Regions from separate parts of the Sus scrofa genome. Here region 2 is linked to region 1. Evidence: chromatin contacts called from public Hi-C data. All regions are on one chromosome and are shown on one strand. Each heading gives the region's core, a stretch centred on a gene start, on an enhancer-like site or on the middle of the called end of the contact. The rest is flanking DNA. Distances are from core to core; before and after follow the strand shown. Region 1 holds the start of SGTA (small glutamine rich tetratricopeptide repeat containing alpha). Region 2 holds the start of GNG7 (guanine nucleotide-binding protein G(I)/G(S)/G(O) subunit gamma-7).

The links. Hi-C and Micro-C count contacts between places; a contact is called where the count stands out from the background.
Region 2: a contact with region 1 is called in a Hi-C map of liver, with 4 times the contacts expected there. The contact joins the promoter of GNG7 here to the promoter of SGTA in region 1. A contact is called at or near these places in 5 of 47 Hi-C or Micro-C datasets (embryonic fibroblasts, heart right ventricle, liver and 1 more).

Annotation. Positions count from the first base shown.
Region 1 is chr2:75,877,771-75,885,428 of Sscrofa11.1, reverse strand. It overlaps SGTA (small glutamine rich tetratricopeptide repeat containing alpha), which reads right to left and starts at 6,297. Exons shown (of 12, transcript NM_001244392.1): 1 at 6,242-6,297.
Region 2 is chr2:75,926,929-75,934,464 of Sscrofa11.1, reverse strand. GNG7 (guanine nucleotide-binding protein G(I)/G(S)/G(O) subunit gamma-7) reads right to left here and starts at 4,588. Exons shown (of 6, transcript XM_021084181.1): 1 at 4,479-4,588. It overlaps DIRAS1 (GTP-binding protein Di-Ras1), which reads right to left. Exons shown (of 2, transcript XM_021084177.1): 2 at 7,234-7,536.

The DNA.
Region 1 (7,658 bases), core at 5,048-7,547:
GCAGACTGGGTGAGGGCCGCCCTGGGCGCCTCAGAGTCACAGGCAAATGAAATCAAAACACATGGTGCTGACCGCCCTCAGAGCTTTTTTCTGGTTCATGGAAAACTACGTTCATAGGACAGTGTGTGATTCCATTTACGTGAAACGTCCAGAACAGGCCAACCCAGAGAGACAGAGAGTGGGTTGCTGATTGTCAGGGGCTGGGGGCGGGCTTCTTTTGGGGGAGACGAAATGTTCTGGAATCAGTGGTGAGGGTCGCACAGCACTGTGAATATACTAAAATCTACTGAGTTCTATGTATGTGAATTCTATCTCAAATTTTAAAGCGTGAAGTACTCAAAGCAGCCGTGTTTTGTGTGGCTGGAAAGGGCGTGACGGCCACCCCGGGAAAGCTCTTCGGGGATGGTAACAAGCTTTCCTTCCCCACTTTCCTATACAATGAGCCTTTACCAAGCAAGTGCCTTTGGCCCAAGAGCGTCTCTGAAACTGGGAGGTCTGGGATCAGGATGGCCCAGAGCCTGGAGGACAGATGGCCCATCCCAGATCCACAGGATCTCAGAGAGAGGGCCCACGGAGACCAAGAGCACAACCTGCTTGTTCTGAGGCCAGCAAAGCCCCCAAAGGCAAGTCATCTTCCTCAGCTGAACCAGCCAGCCAAGATGTCAACAATGCGCTGCTTTGGAGTTCCCGTCGTGGCGCAGTGGTTAACGAATCCGACTAGGAACCATGAGGTTGCGGGTTCGGTCCCTGCCCTTGCTCAGTGGGTTAATGATCCGGCGTTGCCGTGAGCTGTGGTGTAGGTCGCAGACGCGGCTCGGATCCTGCGTTGCTGTGGTTCTGGCGTCGGCCGGTGGCTATGGCTCCGATTCGACCCCTAGCCTGGGAAACCTACACATGCCACAGGGGTGGCCCAAGAAATAGCAAAAAGACCAAAAAAAACACACAAAAAAAACAAAAAAAACAATGCACTGCTTTTACAGACACAGGGCAGCATCACTCACAACAGTCAAAAGGGGGACACAACCCAACTCTCCATGCACGGATGATGCATCAACACAACTTGGTCTGTTCACACACTGGAATATGATTCAGCCTTAAAAAGGGAGGGGGGAGTTCCTGTTGTGGTTCAGCAGTTAACAGACCTGACTAGTATCCATAAAGATGTGGGTTTGATCCCTGGCCTTGTTCAGTGGGTTGGGGATCTGGCGTTGCTATGAGCTGTGGTGTAGGCTGCAGATGCAGCTCGGATTCAGCGTTGCTGTGGCTGTGGTGTAGGCCAGCAGCTACAGCTCTGACTAGACCCCTGGCCTGGGAACCTCCATACACCATAGATGTGGACCTAAAAAAAGACCAAAAAAAAAAAGGATTCTGATGTTATTACAACATGGATGGACCTTGAGGACATGATGCTCAGTGACAGAAGCCACACACAGAAGGACAAAGACTGTCTGATTCCACCCCTGGGAGGTCCCTAGAGAAGTCAGATCCACAGAGACAGAAAGGAGATGGTGGGGCGGGGGCTGGGGGAGTTAGTGTTTCATGAAGACAGAGTTTCGGTTTGGGAAGATGGGAACGTCTTGGAGATAATAGTGAGGATGGTCGCATGACAATGTGAATGTACTTAATGCCACTCGGCTGTGCACTTAAAAATGGCTAAAATAGAATATTTTATGTCTTTTTTACTATAATTAGAGAAAAACTTTTTGTTTTGTTTTTAAAACCTAAGGTCCTTCTCTTAGGATGTGAACCTCTGAGATTGCAGGACCCTGATCCTTTCAAACATCCATTTAGCTGAGAATGTCTTTTGCATTCCCTTGTCACAGAAGTTTCTGCATTAACAAGTTTCATTTTCTTCAGGGCTCCAAAGCCCACAGAATTTACCACCTGGGCCTTTATGTTTGCCGACCCCCCACCCCCACACTTTTCAATCACTGTAACAGTGAGCTGGGTAGAGGGGTGCCAGGTCTCATGGTGGGGGTGGTCAGAGGTTGACAGGAGACACAGTAAGGTCACAAGACTGAGCAGCTACAGTGCAGCATTCCAGGCACTGCTTTGCAGCACAGCCCCCCTGCAACATGGGAGAGCCAGCACTGGGTCACACTGGGCTTGAGGGGGTGTGGGGCGGATCTGCTTTCCCTCCCAGGGAACTAAAGTGGGGCCTTGCAGGGACAGCCATTAGCTTAAGAGTGGAATAAAACAGCAATCTGACTTCATGTGACAGCTGTGAGGACAGAGGGGCTGATTCCCAGGCACCATAAGGGTTCAGAGAACTGAAAGACAAAATCATACCCCTTCCCCACACTTTGTTCTTCCAAGGGCCCTTTCTGCCTCAGGGCTTCTGCACGCACTGCTATCACCCATTCCCTTCCATTTCCAAGTGGCCTGGTTTCCTGCCTCCTGGGCTTCTCCAGGCCTACTGATGTGACTTCCTCCTGCGTGTTGGCGCTGTCTGCCCCAGACTATTAGCATCAGGGCAGGATCATTCCTCTTGTGGAGGACTGTGCACTGCAGGGGGTTGAACTGCACCGTGGCCTTTGTCTGATGATGTCCTCTGGGAGTGGGGTGGGGTGTGGGGGTGAGAATCACTTAGGGTGAGACCCCAGGGAGAGGGATTCCACAGACCCCAGGAAGCTGGGTCCTGTGCCCATCTGACCCGAGGCCCTAGGATGCTGCACAGATTTAAATACACTGGAGTAGAAGGGAGTGGAGGCAGCTGACCATAGGGGATTTATTCTGATGTGCAATGTGAGCTACGGATCAGGCTCATTTCTTTCCTAAAATAATGAATCCAGGGCCCCTCCCCTGAATCACTGCTGACTCGGGGGCTGGGTCACTCCGTGTGGGGGCCATCCTGGGCATTGCAGGGTGCCAAGCAGCACCCCTAGTCCCCACCCTCTTCAATGCCAGGAGCCTCCTGCTCACTGGTGACAACCACAAAAGTCTCCAGATGTCACCAAACCACCCCCAGCTGACAATGAGCAATAAACATCACGTGGGAAAAATGAAGGTAGGCACAGATCAGATTTTCTGGCCAATGACTTGGCTGCAAACTTTTGGCAAACCCCAAGTTTGGAGAGTATTTTCGGTCTCAGAACTGCAGGAAAGGGCCTTTGAATCCACAGTAGGGACTCAGCACCTACTGGACACAGGCGTCCCCAGAGGACTTCCGCTCTCCTCCCCCGTGGCACAGACTCTCTTTGCTCCCTCATTGCCTTCCTGCTCCTGGTGGCCCAGTGAGGCGAAGATGCGCTTTTCCACTGGGCCCTGGGGACTGAGGAACAATCACGACTTGTTGGGTTCTGTGAGGCTCAGGAGGAACCCCAGGTGCTGGTCTGCAGGTGAGAGCCTGGCTCGGGGACAGAGGCTGGCTCACCTTTTCATCTTATTATTAAAAACACCCCATTCCTTTTGTTTCCCTGCCCAAAACTGAACATTCGAAGGGGAAGATGCATGCCTCACTAAGATGAGTGAGCCGGGGAGTTCCTTTGTGGATCATCAGGTTAAGGATCTGGCATTGTCACTTATCAGGTTAAGGATCCTGGGTTGCTGCCGTGGTGTGAGTTCAACCCCCAGCCCGGGAACTTGCACATGCCACCGGCACAGCCAAAAAAAATTAAATAAGTAAAAATGTAAATTAAAAAATTAAAAAAGAAATAAATATGAGTGACCTGGACCTGGGCCCCAGGAAAGAACATCCTCTTTCTGAGTGGCTGCCCGGTCCCACCTCCACCCCAAATCTAGCTCTTCTCACAAACACCTGGTGTGTGCTAGCTTGTCCTCTGCTCCTCCCTCCCCTCCCCGGACACCTTAGATCCTCAGAAGAGGGCCATCCCGAAAGCTGGAACTCCATCTCAAGCCTGCTCTCCACACTGCAAACCTTCCATGGCTCCCTGAAACCTCCTGAGTGGAAACCCCACCAAAGCCCCCATGCTCTGCCTACACCCAACCCTCTCCTCTCCTCCCGTCACCAGGGACCATACACTTTCCCTTCAACCAAGCCGGTAGGTCACCTCCTCAGACAGAGCTAGACACCCTCCTCCTCCAGCAAGCTCAAGTGCCAGCCCTGCCTCTGGCCCAGCATCTCCTACAAGGCCTTCCAGCCTATTCCTGGCCTGCCCACCACCCACAGACTGTGAGCCATTGGACGGATCACCTTCTCCAGTCCATATGGACTCAGGAAAATTTTGGATCCCTGTCATGTTCAGAGCCACGTGGCCAGGTTCACTTGGGAGATCATTTCTCTTGGGTTTCCTCGTCAGTAGAGAACGACAAATCCGTATTTGTCCACCTATCAGCCGTCCCCTTTATTCTTTCACTTTCAGGTGCATTGGCTACAGGGGCCAGCATTGGGTCTTGGCAAAAAAACAAAAATAAAAAATTAGAAGTTCCCACTGTGGCGCAGTGGGAACCAATCAGACTAGGAATCATAAAGTTGCAGGTTCGATCTCTGGCCTTGCTCAGTGTGTTAAGGATCTGGGTGTTGCCATGAGCTGTGGTGTAGGTTGCAGATGTGGCTCGGTTCCCGAGTTGCTGTGGCCCTGGTGTAGGCCGGCAGCTGTAGCTCCGATTCCACCCCTAGCCTGGGAACCTCCATATGCTGTAGGTGTGGCACTAAAAAGAAAAAAAAAAAAATTAGAAAATGCAGGAACCAAGTAAGAACAGCTCTTAATCCAGGTCAGAGCTTAACCCGATCCAGAGCCATGGGAGAATGAATTATAAACCTCAGGTGAAATTCCTGGAGTGTTCAGGACTTTTCATGCCCTGACCCGAGTGCTGTATATGCAAAAGCTTATTTCAGGGGTCAGCAAAACATTTTCTGAAAAGGGCCAGCTTCTCAGGCCACAGGTAACACGTCTGTGGTATGTGGGCTGTGTTCCCACAAAATCTTTCACTAAAACAGACTGCAGGGTGACCTGACCCCCCCGGTTACAGTTTGTTTAATCTAACTCATTCTATAGAACAAAAAAATGAGGCTTTTAAAGATGGGGGTGCCACCCAAGGTCACCCAGCTAAAATGCAAATCAGTTCTAAATGGTCTGATTTCAGAGTCTGAACTCCAAGATACCCGTTCCTCAACCACAAAAGTGGGCACACACACAAAACCTTGCACGTGACTTCTCAGGGGCTCACACACCCCTTGCCTCTGTGCAGCAAGCACACTGGTGAAGAATCACTAGTCTAGGGTTGGATTCTGCTTTGGCACCATGGACATCTGGGGCCAGACTGTTCTCTGTGGGCCCATCCTGGGTACTGTGGGGTATGGGGCAGCATACATGGCCCCCACCCCCTCGGTGCCAGGAGCACCCCCAGTTGTGACAGCCACAGATGTCCTCAGACATTGCCTAGTGTCCGCTAAAAGGACAAAACCACTGGTCTAGGGAGAGGAAAAGCAAACCAAACACCAAAAAAAATAAGAACATCACTCAGCAGGGATGCAGAGCGCACACACTTCCAGCCACTTAACAAAACCAGTTGTCGTCTAGGAAGACAAGTAGCAGGAACCCGATTAAAGAATGCTCCAGGTGTACTTAACCTCACAATGACCCTAAGAAGCATACACTTCTACAGTCCCTATTCTAAAAGGAAAGGGCTGGGGGAGACGGATAGCGACTTGCCCAAGAGGCCACAGCCAGCAGGGGTGGAGGACCTAGTCTTCAACCCCAGATTTGTCTCACTTCAGCACACCATGCAGAGGCCCTCAGTGTGAAAAAAGACCCCTCCTGTGTTCTCACGTTGCGCTGGGGTCTCTGCGACTTTAATTCTCATGGGAAGCCCCCCAATCCTAGGCAGAGGCTGTGACAACGCCTGTTTTACAGAAGGGGAAACTGAGGTTCCGAGACGCCAAGAGACTGACCAAGGTGGAGGCGGCGCTGGGACAGGAACCCCGACCTGAACCCCAGGAACAGAGGGACTCCGGCTTAAAAGAACCGTGTTTCCGGGAAGCAGCGGCCACTCGGCGAGCGCTTACTACGTGCGGGGCGCTTTACCTCCTGCTATCCACTCACGGACCTGCGAACCCGCATTTCCCGGGCCTAGGGTCCAGGGGAGGGAGATCCCGGCGGGCAAAGGCCCGCCCGATACCTCCTGCCCTCAGTTTCCCTCCGCGCTGCTCACTCACAACACTCCCCCAATTGCGGCGTCCCCGCCCCAGATCGACGTCCTCTTACCCACCCCGGAACCCCAGGAGCCCCGAGCCACTGACCCCAGGTACATCCGGCTCAGCGCCGAACCCGCGACTCACCTCTCAAGCAGCCGAACCCGGACCCACCGACGGCGGCGCCTGCGCACCGCGGCACTGCCCGGCCCCGCCCCCAGCCCCGCTCCGCCCCCAGCCCCGCAGCCTGCGCAGAAGGAGCCGGTGGCCGCTGGATTTCATTCTGCGCAGGCGCACCAATTATCAAGGCGGGAGTAGGAGGAAGTGACGTAATGTAGAGGCGGGAACGAGCTCGTCGTTAGGGCAACTGACCTCTGCGACCGAACGGAGGCCGGAAATCCGGATCAACTTGTCCTCTAGGCCGAAATGGAGCGGTGCATGGTGGGACAGTGGTGGACTCTTGTGGGTCGGCCGAGCCCGTCACGTGGCACCGTGTCCGCCACGTGGTGCACCTGCTGCTTTTGGGTATCTGGCGCCCAGAGGATCACAGGCGGTCTTTGAGTGGGGGCGACTGTTACCCTCTCACTGTATTTATTCATATATTCACCCACCCAAACATCCGCGAGTTCGTTATTTCATTCATTCAATCCATAAGAATGAATACTAAGATATTTGTTTACAGTAGGTGCATAATAGTAAACAAGTATTTATTACACACAAACTATAAAGACCAGCAAAACTTTTGCTTTCATTACCTTGTATTGGGGTACACAGACAATAAACTGGTAAACTAATACGTAAATGAACAAGTTCTACTTAATGGCAAGCACTGTGTAGAAAAAAATGGGGTGTTCTGATTGTGATTGGGGCGGTAAATTTGTTGGGTTGGTTAGGGAAGACCTCTGTTTCACATGTAGATTTGGAGAACTGGGAAAACACTCCAGGTACAGGGAACAGCAAAAATGAAGACTAACGTAGGATTACGCTGGATGTGCTCAAGAGAGAAAGAAATCGAAGGTCAGTAATGAGACATTCCCTATTAAATGACCACCATTAGCATTCAAGTTGCCAGAGTGTTCTCCCAATTCATTTTTTTTTTTCCTAATTCATTTTTATTCAACTTAAAATGCATGTACTCAACACCCTGGGTTTACTCAACACCCTGGGTTATTTTCATTTATTTTGCAGAAATAAAAGACGTAGGTTTAGGGACCAGTTTTAATTTTCTTAGGTTTTTCTTTCTGTGTGCCTTAGACGGTTCAAGGTGTTTTTTGTTTTTTTTTTTTAACTGACAATACTACATGCAGGTAAGGCACAGTTCCAACACACCTGTTGTTTGAAGTTCTGCATCGGTTTACTGAAGCTTTCTCAATGATGCTTGCTTACATTTCTGCTTTTTAAATAAATGTCTTCTTAATTTGGTTGTCTAACTGGATTCAGCTGGTATATGTGGAGGACCTTTAACCATTAGATGCTAGAAGATGAGCAGGATGTTGGTAATGGAATAAGTGCCTGAGGTTTCGTAAGCGACCACTAACGGAGCGCCTTAGGTGAAGGTAAAAAC
Region 2 (7,536 bases), core at 3,339-5,838, 51 kb before region 1:
CCGGGAAGGCTGCTCTACACTCACGGCCCCCAGGAGACCGCCCCCAACAGAGAATGACCAGCCCCGGTGTCCACAGAGCCTGGGGAGGCAGGGAGACTCTGCGCTCAAGGTAGCGAGGAAAGGTTCACCCTGCCCTGTGCTCACACCAGGCCAGCTGCGCTCCCCCCACCTGTCCCCTGGCAAGCCTCACAGTGCAAACCTTCTCTCTGGCCTCTTCCCTGACGTCCTTTGCAAAGGCACCATCCCCACCTCTCCGCCCCTGAAAGGCCTCTTCCTGTCGCCACACCTGTGGAGCTCAGGACATACACAGGCCTGGGCGCCCATCTGCGTCACCCCCAGGGACCCTGACTCAGAGAGCCAGGCCAGGGACAGAATGGCCCCAGGGGCCCCCATCCCCACACCGCCCCCCACCCACACACAAGCGTCTCATTCACGTGGCGCTCCCGGCGCCTGGCACCCGTCTGAAGCTTAAAATAGGCACACAACCAGCCTTTGTTGGGGAGAGGAAGGAAGGAAGGAAGGTTTCAGACAAAGGAGACAGCAAACTGCACCATCCAGGAAAGCCAGGGGGCCAGTGCTGGGCGGGTGGCAGGGAGGAGTGGGAGGGGCCCCTACTGGGGTCAAAGTGAAGGTCGCTCCAAAGGTAGGGTGGGGCCAACTCCCTGGTGCCACCAGGGCCCTGGGAGAAATTTCAATTTTGTTGAGTGGGTGATGAGTTGGTGAAGGTGGCAGGGAAATGACAAACCATCCTCAGCTTTAGGGAGAGGACTGGGGGGAGAGGAGGTCAACCTACCAGAGCAGAGAGGCTAGAGGCTGATCGGCCAGCTGGGATGTTTGGAGCAGGAGATGGTGAAGCATTTAACCCCAGGCAGGAAGAAACACATATGCAAGAGAGAGGCAGAACCAGAGGCTGACGCCAGAAAGACCCCACTTCCAAGCTTCAGTTTAATGGGTTACTGAACTCCCAGGAAAAAAGAAGCCATTTACACAGCAGTATGAATCTTCACTTCCAAAACGTGGAAGCACCCCAGATGTCCAGTGATAGATGAATGGATAAACAAATGTGATCCCTCCACACATGGGAGCATCACTCAGCCGTGAAAAGGAGAGAAGCCCCAACACTCGCTACCACGTGGATGGACCTGGAGACCACGATGCTCAGTGAGAGAACAGACACAGAAGGACACCCAGTGTGGGATTCTACGGATGGGAAACGTCCAGAACACCCACAGGCTGTGAAGCAAGGGAAGGGGGAGAAGTTTGTGTCAATGCCCAGCAACCATGCAGCTGTCCTGGGAACCCTCCTCTCTACAAAGTGACAGAAAGTTCCAAAATCATGGAGGCCAGGCCCAACTACGCTTAAAAGACGATTATTTGTTTCCAGATGCAAATGAGAAAACCTGTAATAACACTTTGGAGGGAAGAAGGCGCTTTTTACACTACAACAGGGTGCACCAAAAAAATGCCTCCATTCAGTAAGCACAGGGCTACAACGTGTGTGTCAGGGTAATTCACATTTGGTTGCCTCTCCCTTCAAACTATAGGGCCTCGGGCTTTATGAAACACAAACAAGAGCAGAAAACAATGGCAACGGTCATAATTATTTTTAGTGTGAGACCAAAAATCACCCAAAGAACTCAAACTTCTGCAGAAGTCTCCTGCACTAGGTAACAACTAAGGAAATGAACCGCCTATTTAGGCATCTTTCCTGGCCTGAAACTGAGCTTAAGCTCATATTCAAAATCAGTGTACGTGTTCAAAAGCCCCACAAAAGACCCACCTAGGAAGAAGTCAGCATTTCTAAAATTCTTTAAAAGTAGTGTGATCTTTTTTCCTCTCAAAATGAGAGCATGAGATGATACAAAAAACTAACCCAATCGTGTAAACCAACTATACTTTAATAAAAAAATTTTTAAATTAAAAAAAAAACACCAGGAGTTCCCATCGTGGCGCAGTGATTAACGAATCCGACTAGGAACCATGAGGTTGTGGGTTTGGTCCCTGCCCTTGCTCAGTGGGTTAACGACCTGGCGTTGCCGTGAGCTGAGGTGTAGGTCGCAGACGCGGCTCGGATCCCGCATTGCTGTGGCTCTGGCGTAGGCCGGCGGCTACAGCTCTGATTAGACCCCTAGCCTGGGAACTTCCAAATGCCGTGAGAACGGCCCAAGATATAGCAAAAAAAAAAAAAAAAAAGACAAAAAAACACCAAATCTGCATGGCCATACTTCTTTCCTAAGGCTCAAAGGTGAGATGTAATCTTTAAAGAAGAAAATAACTTAGTTTTGTTTCCAATAGGGGGTCTCCACCAGAGGCAGCTTTGCCCCCTTGGGACAGGGAGTAATGTCTGGGGACATTTGTGGTTGTCATGGGGAGGATCTTGGCATGTCATGGGTGAGGGCCAGGGACGCTGCTCCACAGCCCAGACCACCCACGACAGGACATGCAGAGTATGACTGGACCCCAATGTCAGCAGTGCCCAGGGGAGCGACCCTGGTCCATCACACACACTCCAGTTCTAAGTAGGTGTACAGGTCCCATGACAAAGCTTCAGAATCCAAGGAGACCCAGGCAGATCTGTCTTTTTATGTTGTTGTTGTTGTTGTTTTGGCTGTGCGCATAACATGTGGAAGTTCCCAGGCCAGGGATCCAACGCTCGCTCGCCATAGCAGCAGCCTAGGCACTGCGGTGACAATGCCAGATCCTCAACCTGCTGCACCACAGGAAAACGCCTTCCCCTCATTTTTAATAATAATGAAGAATAAACATTTTCGCAGATTCTTTTTTAAAGTTCCAGAGGGGATTCTTATGTGCACCCCAAGATTGAGGGACTGGAGTCAAGTTCCAAGTGATTCCTTCCCTCCCCTCCTTGACAAGCCAGTAATTCTACCCACCCACCTTCCTCCCCCCCAAAAAACCTTAATTTAGAACATTATTATCAAGGCGCACGAACCCTCACCATGTGCCAGGAGCAAGCAAGGTGCACGCATCCCCTCATTTGACCCTCGCGGCAATCCTATGAGGTGCCTGCTCCTGTTTTCTTTGCCATTCTACAGAGGAGTAAACTAAACCCCCCAGAGGCAAGCCAGCCAAGCGAGCAGCCAGAGTCAAGATGGGAACACAGGCCCACCTTCCAGAGACCATGACCTCAATCTGGGCAAGACCACAGCACATGACTGAACAAGTTTGTGAACTTGGCATTTGCCTCGCTGACACCTAGCAACAGGGAAGGCCCTCAGCTGCTGTTCATCAAGCTTGTCTTCTCCTGCCCACCTTTCAACCCTGAGCAACCCTACTCCCTGGGAAAAATAAAGTGCCACCTACATCCCTTAGTATCATTGTCCCCAAAACTCCCACTTTGATTCCTCGCTCCTGAGCCCAAAATTTCCTGAAAAATTCAGTCACCAACTCCAGGCTTTCTGCTTCCCAAGACATTCCCCTTTGCGCACCACATCCCAGAAACGGACCTCGCAAAGTATGTCCAACGCCCATCTCCTGCAGCTCACTGCTTTGCCAAGGAGTCTCTGACCCATGCCCCCTTGGACCCCAATGATCAGCCAAAGCCTCAGTGACTCCCCTCGTCAATCTTCATAACTGACTTCTGAGGCCCCCATTTCCTCCTGAAGTCACCCTCCTGCAGAACACCTGCAGCTTCTATCCCACCTCCCCCTTTCTCATCACCCACACACTCCTAACTCTCCACCTCTCCCCACAGCTCTCCCATGCCTTTGGAAAGGAGCCTGACCCCCACCTGCTTCCCTCAGCTCCCCCTCAGCTCTGCTCTCTGGCCCTGTGCCAGCTCATCCTGACCAGAGGTCCTCAATCACCCTTCCTAGACAAGGGGACCAACTCCATCGCAGTCCTCTTCCCAGCTAACTTGGAGCCCCAACTCCAGTCCTGATCCCTAATTCTAATGCCAGCCCCCAACTCCGGCCCCCTCTTCACGATCCTGACGCCCAGCTCCAGCCCAGATCCCTGACCCCTCTTCACAGACCCTAGCCCCTCCTCACAGACCCTGACCCCCAACTCCAACCCGAATCGTAGGCCCCAGCCTCCCCTTCACAGACCCTGACCCCCAACTCCAGCCTGGATACCCCAGCCCCCGTTCAGTGGACCCCAATCCCTAACTCCAGCCCAGATCCCTGGCCCCTCCTCATAGAACCCAGCCCAGATCCCCAATTACAACCCAGATTCCCCGGCCCTCCTCAGACCCCAGCCTCTCCTCACAAACCCCGACCACAACTCTAACCCGGATCCTCGGCCCCCCCTCACAGACCCCCACCCCCAACTCTAATCGGGATTCTCCGTCCCTCCTCACAGACCCGGACTCCCAACCCTGTCCGCAGCCAACTCGGAGCCGTTCCAAGACCCCCACCTGGGACCGTCCGGCCTCCCCCTCCGCCCCGGCCGCACGCCCGCCCCTGACGCCCGAGACAGGGGCGGTGGACCCCATCCCGATTCGCGGCCGCACGTGCCCTTACCTGCGCTCGGACCTTCGCGGCCGCCTCAGCCCCGCCGCGCAGCCGAACCCACCACGGGGCCCGCGAGCGCTCGCTCCCCCCCGCGGGGGCGGGGCCGGCGCGCGAGGGGCGGGCACTGGAGGCTGGAGCGGCCAATGGAAGGCCAGGGCGGCGGGAGCTAGGAGTGGGGGCGGGGCACAGATCAGGCAGCGGGGTAGGCTGCACCCAGGAGAGGGGGCGGGGCGTGGGACGCGGGCGGGGCCAGGAGGCGGAGCGCTGAGTGGCACCGCCGCTGGCCACACGCAAGGGGAGAACGCGAGAGGGAGGAGCTATGTTAATATGCAAATAGGTACGGTGTGGTGGATCTAGCAGCTGGGCGACTAGCCGATTTTCTGAGGTGACTTGGTGACGTCAAGGAGGCGCTGGGCTGCTCGTGAGTTTGAATCCCGGGTGGGGCCATGGGTTCAAATCTAAATCTTAGCTCCCTTGCAGGGTAAGACTGTCCCCTACTGGAGTTCCTGACCTAGCGCCGCGGAATCCAACTAGGAACCATGAGGTTGCCTGTTCAATCCCTGGCCTTGCTCAGTGAGTTAAGGATCCAGCGTTGCTGTGAGTTGTGGTGTATGTAGGTTGCAGACGCCGGTCAGGAACCTGCATTGTTGTGGCTGTGGCTAGGCTGGCAGCTGTAATTCTGATTAGACCCCCTACTCCGATTAGACTGTCCCCTACTAATCAGTCCCTTGATCTACAGGACTACAATAATAACTGCTCCCTCTAGCTTAAAGCTCTGCATAAGGCTAGGAGGTGAAATGATATTATCCCCATTTTATAGAGGAGGAAACTGAGTCTCAGAGAGGTTAAATTCAAGTTCATTCACGCAAGCTTGTCTCATAATTTCCAGGGTTTCTTAATGTCCTAACTGCTGGGCCTTGATTGTAAAATACAAATTCCTGGGCCACACACAACTCAAATGAACCTAGACCCCTGGAATGTGCATTTTTAGCATGCTTCCCCCTCCACCGCCCCATGGGATTTTAGGCAACATTTGGTATGTCTCCAAAAGCATCCAGTGGACATGAAGGGGAGAATTTCTTACATGGGAAGCTGGAGCCACCTTATTCTGGGACTTTGAGAACTTTGTGCAACATTGTTACCCTGTGATCTGAGCTGCTGGCCTCCCAGCTGAGCCCCCCCAGGGCTGCTTTCATCCCAGCAGGAACCTGTCTCCTCAACCCTGCCACATACAGGCAGAACCCAGCGCCGGGGCCTTTCACTTCCCAGTTCAACCCTGCAGAAGGAGTTACTCTCTGAACAAGAGTTACAAACCTGTGGCCCTCTGACAAGACACAGCCCCCAAAATCCTGTAAAAATTCAAAATTCGTTGCCAACATTTAAAAATCAGGACATTTCACAAAATGAACCCAGATTTCCAGGCCCTCCCAAAAAATTGAGAGGTCTGGTAATTCCTAAGAGCCCTGGGAGAAGGAGCTGAGCACGTGTCACTCAAGTCTTCCTTTGTGGCCCCAAAAAAGATTACGGCAGGGCTGGGGCAAAGCAAGTGAGGCACTTTTCTCAAATCCAGAACCTGAAGGGGTGCCCCCAAAGAGACAGAAACACTCACCATCAAGATAACTAATGACATTTTTTTTTTCTTTTTGCCTTTTCTAGGCTGCTCCTGTGGCACATGGAGATTCCCAGGCTAGGGGTCTAATCAGAACCGTAGCCACCGGCCTACACTAGAGCCACAGCAACTCGGGATGCGAGCCACATCTGCAACCTACACCACAGCTCACAGCAACGCCGGATCCTCAACCCACTGAGCAAGGCCAGGGATCGAACCCGCAACCTCATGGTTCCTAGTCGGATTCATTAACCACTGCGCCACGACGGGAACTCCACTAATGTCATATTTTAAAAATTCAAAATAAATGCAGAAATAATTCATGATGAACAAAATAGCCAAATTTTTAAAGAAAGTCAAGGTCTGATTCTGGCCTTGTGCAAACCACCTCCCTTGCCACCAGCTACCCCTAGCTTCCTTTGCATTAAATATTGCATTAAAGTAAGTATCTAGACGGCTGAGTTTTTGATCACCTATGGCAAGTGCCTCCATCTCCTCACCCTAGTCCTGGCCCTGCTTATAAATCTGTGAACTCTGGAGTTCCCGTTGTGGCTCAGTAGGTTAAGAACCCAGCTGGTATCCATGAGGATGCAACTTCGATCCCTGGCCTCACTCAATGGGTTAAGGATCTGGCATTGCCACAAGCTGCAGCATAGGTGGCACAGGCAGCTCAGATCCAGTGTTGCCATGGCTGTGGCGTAGCCCTTAGCTGCAGCTTCGATTTGACCTCTAGCCTGGGAACTTCCAAATGCCATAAGTATAGCCATAAAAGAAAGGAAGAAAGAAGCAAAGGAAGAAAGGGAGAAAGAAAGAAAGATAAATAAATAAATTTGCAAACTTTGCCCTGAGCAATTTAGTAGATGGGAAAACTGAGGCCCTGCAAGTTTCTCCCCACGTAACATAGGGACCATAGTGCCCATCCCATCCGTTCCACTTGGTGCGGTAAATACAGGGTCCAGAAGGACCTGTGAGATGTTTTGTGGGGACCACAGGGGTGAAACACTGAAATGTTCCCACCATGCCCCAGAATCCTCATCACAAAAGTCCAAACTCCCCCCACACCCCCATCCCTCACTTCCCCATTCCTCCCATCCCTCATCCTTTTCAGGGGGCGAGCTGACTTCCCCACCCCAAAGAAGGTGCACTGGTGGGGGATGCAGGATCCACTTCTTTATTGCAGGAAGACTATTTCTAGAGCGAATGCTACACAGACCCCACGACGGGGGCGGTGGGGGTGGGGGGCACCCACATGCGGGGGGAGAGGGGACAGGGGTGGGGTCACAGAAAGCATGGCCTGGCACAGACCCCAGACCCAGGGGTGCCGAGGCAGGATGGGCCAGCAGCTGGGGCAGGTTCTGCGCCCCTACTGCAGAACCCCTCTCTTCCCCAGGGTTGGGGCAGGAGAGGCCTGGAGGCGGGCAGGGCCCCAGGGAGATTGTGCTATCAGGGTGTGTCCCT